Linked DNA regions of Anser cygnoides: region 2 is linked to region 1. A link is a contact called in public Hi-C data. All regions are on one chromosome and are shown on one strand. Each heading gives the region's core, a stretch centred on a gene start, on an enhancer-like site or on the middle of the called end of the contact. The rest is flanking DNA. Distances are from core to core; before and after follow the strand shown.

The links. Hi-C and Micro-C count contacts between places; a contact is called where the count stands out from the background.
Region 2: a Hi-C map of liver shows a contact between it and region 1, with 4 times the contacts expected there. The contact joins the enhancer-like site here to the promoter of HIVEP2 in region 1. A contact is called at or near these places in 4 of 7 Hi-C or Micro-C datasets (granulosa cells and liver).

What each region holds. Positions count from the first base shown.
Region 1 is chr3:58,049,025-58,052,306 of Taihu_goose_T2T_genome, reverse strand. HIVEP2 (HIVEP zinc finger 2) reads right to left here and starts at 1,786. Exons shown (of 12, transcript XM_048080738.2): 1 at 993-1,786.
Region 2 is chr3:58,204,014-58,207,295 of Taihu_goose_T2T_genome, reverse strand. No RefSeq gene overlaps it. Among named protein-coding and RNA genes, the nearest start is that of HIVEP2, 160 kb to the right of the region's middle. Within about 2 kb of position 1,670, at least 2 of the 3 cell types and tissues checked have open chromatin away from gene starts, as enhancers often do. A contact at or near this core is called in liver, where this site is marked.

The DNA.
Region 1 (3,282 bases), core at 537-3,036:
CGCCGGGACCCCGCCGGGGGCAGCCCCGAGCCCGGGACGCCGCCGCCCGCCCCCCGTCCGCTGCGGGCTCCCCCGGCGCAGGAGCGGGCGGCGCCTGCCCGCCAGCCCCGGCCGGGCTTCCCCGCCCCGCCCCGCCCCTCCTCTGCCCTCCCCTCCCCTCCCCTCGCCGCCCGCCCCGGCTCGGCTCGGCTCGGCTCTGCTCGGCGCGGCCCGGCGCTGCCTCCCGGGGCTGCCGCTTACATAACGGCGGCGGGCCGCGCGCCTTACATAAGGGGCCGTGCCCCCGGCAGACCCCGCGCCGCTGCCACCACCACCACCGCCACCGCCGCCGGCGGCCGAGCCCCTCGCGAACCCCCTTCCCGCGGCGCTCACACGTCATGGAACATTCCCGGAACGGGCCCGCGGCCCACCCACTTCAGGGAACGGCCGCCGCGCCGCGCACCCGCTCACACACACACACACACACACACACACACATGCACGCTCACACACACACACACACACACACATATGCACGCTCACACACACACACGCACACTCGCGGCCGGCAGCGGGCGTCCCCCCGCAGCGCCCCCCTCCCCTGCCCGCCCCGCGGGGGCGTTCCGGCCGCCGCCGCCGCCGCGCCGGGTGGCCCCGGGCGCACCCCCCCCCCCCCCCACCCCCCCGAGGCCGCGGGCAGAGCGCGGCCGGGGCGCCCCCGCGCACCCCCCTCCCCGCCGCGGCAGGGGGTTGCGCAAGGCAGCCCGCTCCCCGGCTGCGTGCGCTCGCAGGCTGGGTATTCCCCGCGTTCCCCGGCGCCGTGTCACCCGCACAGGCCCGGCCCCGGCACCCACGGGCCCCTCCGGCGCCGGGGCCAGCCCCGCCGGCCGCGCTGCCCCGGGGCACCGCCGGGCCGGCGCCCTCCCCCCCCCCCCCCCCGCCGCCTGTCAAGCGCCCCCTCCCCGCAGCCCCGGTGCCCCCCCGGCCCCGCGGGGCGGCTGTCAGCCGCTCACCTGGGAAGCGGCGGCGGAGGAGGAGGGAGCGGAGCCCTCCCGGTGCCCTTGCTGCCGCTGCCGCTGCTGCTGCCGCTGCTGCTGCTGCTGGCGGCGGTGCTGGTGCTCCCGCCGGGCGCTCCGTTTGCCCGGAGCTCGGCGGCCGGCGGCGTTCCTTTATATAAGGCCAGGCAGAGATATTCCAGCGGCCAAGGGGCGTCTGTCTCGCGTATTTATCTTAAGGTAGCTCATCGCTGCCCCTCCGCCGGGAACGCACCAGCATCACCGCGGCACTGACGGGGGCGAGGCGGAGGCCGGCGGCCGCGGTCGGGAAGGAGAGGAGAGGAGAGGAGGGGAGAGGAGGGCAGGGAGGCGAGGCAGGGCTCGCAGCTCGCAGCCCGGCCGGGCTGTTCCTGGCGCCGCTTCCCACGGCACAAGTTACGGGGCGGCGAGCGCCGAGCCAGCGCCGGGAGCGCGCCGCCCGTGACGTCACCGGGTCCCCCAGCGCGGCGGCGGCGGCGTGTGAGGGAGGGAGGGAGGGGAGGGACGGAGCGAGCGGGGCGCGCCCGGCCGCGGGGTGATGGGCGCTGCCCGCGCGGCTGTGCGAGGGAGCGGGGCGCGGAGCGCAGCGGAGAGGTGCGGCGGGGAGAGGCGGGGCGAAGGGGAGGGGGCAGGGCCTCGGCCTCGCCCCGCCGGGGGACATCTCCGCTCCCCCCGGCCCCTCCCCGCGCAGGGAACTCCCCGGGGAGCCGGCCCCGCGCGGCCGTGCGGGTCCCGCTGGGCAGCGGGCATCCTCCCCGCGGCCCTCAGGGGCGCCGCTCGCCCCCCCCGCCTGCCCCCCTCACACCCCCTCAGCCGTTACAGGGCCGTTATTTTAACGGCCGCCCCCCCAACACACACACACACACGCGCGCGCGGACCCCCGGGGCCGGTTAACGGCCGCCGGGGCTCGCGCCCACGGGGCCGCCCGCAGCCAATGAGCGGCCGCGACGTCGTGCGGGGAGGGGCGGGGCCGGGCCGGGTCGGGCCGGGGCCGCGCTCCCGCCGCAGCCGGGGGCAGAGCGGCCGTGAGGGGAATCCCCCGCGGCGGGGCGGGGCGGGGCCGGGCCGCGCCTCTCACCCTGACGGGGCACGGCGGCGGGCGCTGCCTCCTGTGGCACGGCGGCGTTAATAACGGCGCGTGACGACCCGCGCGAGTGTCGCCTCGGCCGTCACGGCCGCTGCCGGTGACGACACAGATCCCTTATACTTCAGCAGCGATGCTCACAGTTTATTAAACACCATAAATTGTTCTAAAAACCTGTGTCTTTGTTGTTTGTTTTTTTGCTCAGGACATACAGAATGCATAGGTTGGGTGAGCCGTGCTGCTCCCCAGCCGGGTAATGGGGAATATGTTACATAACTTTTCCTGTAATGATACAGTTGAGTCGAAACGCTAAATTGCCATTCCTAAAATAGCTGACAATTTCGCAGGGATTCATCCTGCCTTTCCTTGGGAAAAATTACTCTGCTCCCCAAGCCCGTACCCGCAAGGCTCTTCACCGTTTCTTCACAAAGCTGTCACGGATGCAGCCCCGCCAGAGGAGACGCTGCCTTCCCACCACGGGATCCATCCTGTCCCTCAGGAGCCCGTGGGGAAGGGCTGCTCGCAGGGTCTGATCCTCGTCCCCTGTGGGGGAGAGAAGGGCCCCGAGCTGGGGCTGGGATGCCCCAGAGCCATGCAGGGGCTCTGCCAGCAGCCCCCCATGGGGACTCCCCAAGAGCTGAGGGGAGACAAAAAGCAAGAACTGGCTGGATCAGGAGGCTGGGAGAGAGCCCTCAAAGGGTTGTGTCTGTCTCCTGCTTTGCTTTGGATGCCGAGCGCATCAAAAATCAGCTTGTACGGCAGCATTACTTCCGATAACTGAGGGGACTTTTGTTTCCAGAGATATTTACCCTCTCCTGACCCTCTCGAGTTCCTGCCCTCAGAGATAACCAGCAGCTATGAGTTTCACATATCAGTCATTCAATACCATAAAGCGTATTTCCAGCCACAGCGTTCCGCCTTCCCACTTGCACACACCGCTTTCATGTTGCTCAAGTGCCGCCTTGCCCTGTGAGAAAAGAGGAAAGGAGGCTGCCGGGCCGCCCTCCCGACACCTCCACAAGCGTTACATGGTGCAGGGCTGCTGCACCTCGTTGGTCTGCCCTCCTGCGTAAACAAGAAGCGGTCTTTCCTCATAGGGGAGTGTGCCCGTGACTCCTCCACAGAGCACAAAGACGTCCCAGTGAAGCATTTCTTTATCCGCAGCAGCTTCAAGCTCCCGCAGCA
Region 2 (3,282 bases), core at 421-2,920, 160 kb before region 1:
CAGATTTCTTCAGAGATGGAAACTTAACTAGCTTTCTTGTCCCTATGCATGCTCCAGGATACTTGGTAATATATCCTCCCACAGCAGCTTTTGTGACTATAGCCTTTATTTCATCTACAAGTACCCAAATGAAAATCTTTTGAACACATTAAAAGTTCTGAGATTTTGCTTCACCAAGAAACACTTTTAAAAATTATTTTATTTTATGATGTTTTTTTTGTGTGTGTGTCTTAGAATGAGGGCATGAGTTGGCAACAGAGCCAAAAAAATCCCTTAAATGCACAGCTCTTCTGGTGGCAGATTGTTCACTGTAGGAGGTCACTGGTTGTTCTTCACATCTCATGGGTGTTGCAGAAGTAGTTGTCAGGGAGCTATAAAAAAAACAGAAATGAAGCTTGTTTGGCGTATTCAGAATAGAGTGTTCATGTAATCAGAAGAAAATATTGCGTTGAGTTCTGTGAATGGTACACAGATACTATGGGCAATTGGAGCCTTATACATTTATATAACGCATAATTACTTAATTCAATTATTCAAAGAAAATTACTTCACACCCCCACAGAATACCCTGTATCTTGCTAAGGAGACAGATATGCCTGGTTTTACACTCAAGTAATGTCACCTCCAGTAGAAGCTCATTTATTAAAATACCAGAATACTGCTGTATGATGCCTAGTGTAACACCCACCTCCCACGCACACAGGGCAGTGCGCGTCTTATAACAAAGGAGGCATTCATAGCTATTATCTTGAAAGGTAGTATGGGCGATAAATGCATTAAAGGGACCAGAGAAATGTTCATTTCACCAAGAAAAAACTAACATAGCTTAGCGGTGTTTTTACAGGAAGCTGAAGTTCATCCATACTTGGTATCCCAGGACCAACTTCCCCACACGCTGTCAAAAATTTTATTATAACCTTGAACTTCATCTGTGTCTTACATCTATCAAGAACCCCAAATCCAGACACTTTACCCTTTGTTCCCAAAAGGTCCAAAACTAAATTTGGGTCTCAGCTCTTTAGCTAAGGCCTTGGCAGCTTCACCTAGGCCTGTTACCACCAAGACATCACTGCCAGCTCAAGCTCTCTTGCAGGCTGGAGCAGGCACAGGAGCAGGAGCAGGAGCAGGCGCAGGAGCAGGAGCAGGAGCAGGAGCAGGAGCAGGAGCAGGGCTCCTGAGAGCCCCTTGGTTTGGGTTAGACAGACACTGGTGACTGGGTTCACTGCTTCCCTGCGGAAGGGTGCTGGCTGCAGCTTTTGCTGCTGTTATAGCTACAACAGCTCTCTGTCCATTAATATGCCTTTTGTGCAAAATCCAGTCTGGCACTTTCAAGAAGGAAAAGGTGGTAATGAAGGGAATCTCAAGTTCCTAAACCTACTCCAAACTATTAGAAAAAAAAATGATTGAGATTGAGCTATGATTCTTGGAGGAGAATGAAAGAAATAAATGGAAAAACAGACAAACAAAAAACAGCTTCAGTACTACCAGGTCACTCTATGCAAAGTGATTTCTCTGATCTTTCCCTGCTCCACCACTTTTGCTGAGCATTTAAGAAATGGTAACAGATTTCCAGAGCAGCAGACTGACAAGCGGCATTTCAGTGAGAGGTCAGCCCTCCGCATGGGCCACGTGAAGTGTGTGACAACCTGCTTGCCCAGTTGGTAGCTGAAGGTGCTCAGCAGGTCTAACTGCAAAGGCGACAGCTTTGCTTTCCGAGCTCAGATAGTGTTATTCAGAGCAAACCGCAACCTCTTGTGTGTTGAAACTCGCAAAGCCCAGTGGGACCGAAGCAGGGCACCAGCTGCTTCCAAACAGGAACGGCCAGATTTGGGGGGGTTCACGCTAGCCACAGGACAGAGATTAGCAGTCACGAGGTTCATGCAGGTCAGACCTTCCCTTTCCCTTCAGCAAGTTTAACTCCTCAAGCGCAGCAGACTCACACTTTGTCTTCATGCCATGTCCTGACAGTGCATGCAGGAAGCAGGAAAACCTAACGCGTGCTATATAAAGCAGCACAAATATGCACATTGTGTAACAAAGGTCTGTTGAAAGGAGATAAAGAGACAGCCCGATTTCTTTCCCTTTTTCGCCCGTGTCCTCATTCCCCTCCGCCCTCCCGCCTGGCTGTCTGGGGGAGGTTTCACATTGCATTAGCGTTACCGCCCGTGCGTTGGCCTTTGCTGTGCCACCGCCGCCGGCTGCCTGGCAGCTGGGGCAGGGACAGCCTCCGACGGGCAGGATGGGGACCACTCTGTGGTGACAGACCCTCAGCCCGAGGCAGATCTTTGGGGCATGGAGCAGCCGCGCGGCATCACCGCTCCGTCCATCACTTCCAGCTGCCTTCAGTTGGGTATCTAGGGCAGCTTTGGCAGCTCACAAAGCCTATTGTTTTGATGCTGATGATGCCCAGTTAGACCTTGACCCTCGGCATTAAAAAGAAGACATCTTTATTTCTTTTTTTTTTCTTTCTTTTTTTTTTTTTTTCCCAGGGAACTCCATCATACTGCGCAATGCCTCTTGTATCTAACCTCATTAAAGGAACTCGTCTAACTCAGCTGTACTGAGGAAACTCTCACCTCCCCCAAAGGCAATGACTCAAGATACTAATCAGTACAATGAGGATGTCTGAGGGTTTTTCCATCCACTACTTCAGTCTGGGCTATACTTTTCCTTCCTCCACTACTGCAGCCACAAAGGCTGTGCTCACTTTGTAAAGGAAGGCATCCAGCCACTTCTTGTGCTGACCGCCTGGGGAATATGTAAGTTTAAGCCAAGTGCCAAACAATTAAAAGTGGCCCAGAGTACACCCAGAAGAGGCTATATTCTGCTTTACCGTACCCTTCCCTCTTTACTGTTCTTTGTTTCTGCTTTCTTTGCTTTCCACCATAATTTTGCCCTTGCAGCCCTTTGGGGTTTGAGCAGAAGTAAGTGCCATTTCTGAAGAAGACTCTTAGAGAAAATATGGCTGCTGCATTTGGCCCAGAAACATCTTCACAGCTGCTGACCATCACGGTTTCATCCCTGGTTGTTGAAGAGATGAGATAGGAACACCCTCAGGATTCAGAAATATGTCGTACTAAGGCCCGACCTAACAATGTAACACCACCTGAAGTTGCTCTGCTCACATCTCTGGAAATAAAATTGGTGGGTTCAGACCTTTTGGTGTTATAAGCAATGAAGGAACTGACAGGAGCCACACACAGGACATGGGGATTTTCTAGAAAACCAAGGGCACCCCCACTGCCATTTACTTTCCCTGACGGTGCATGCCCCAGTCCCTCA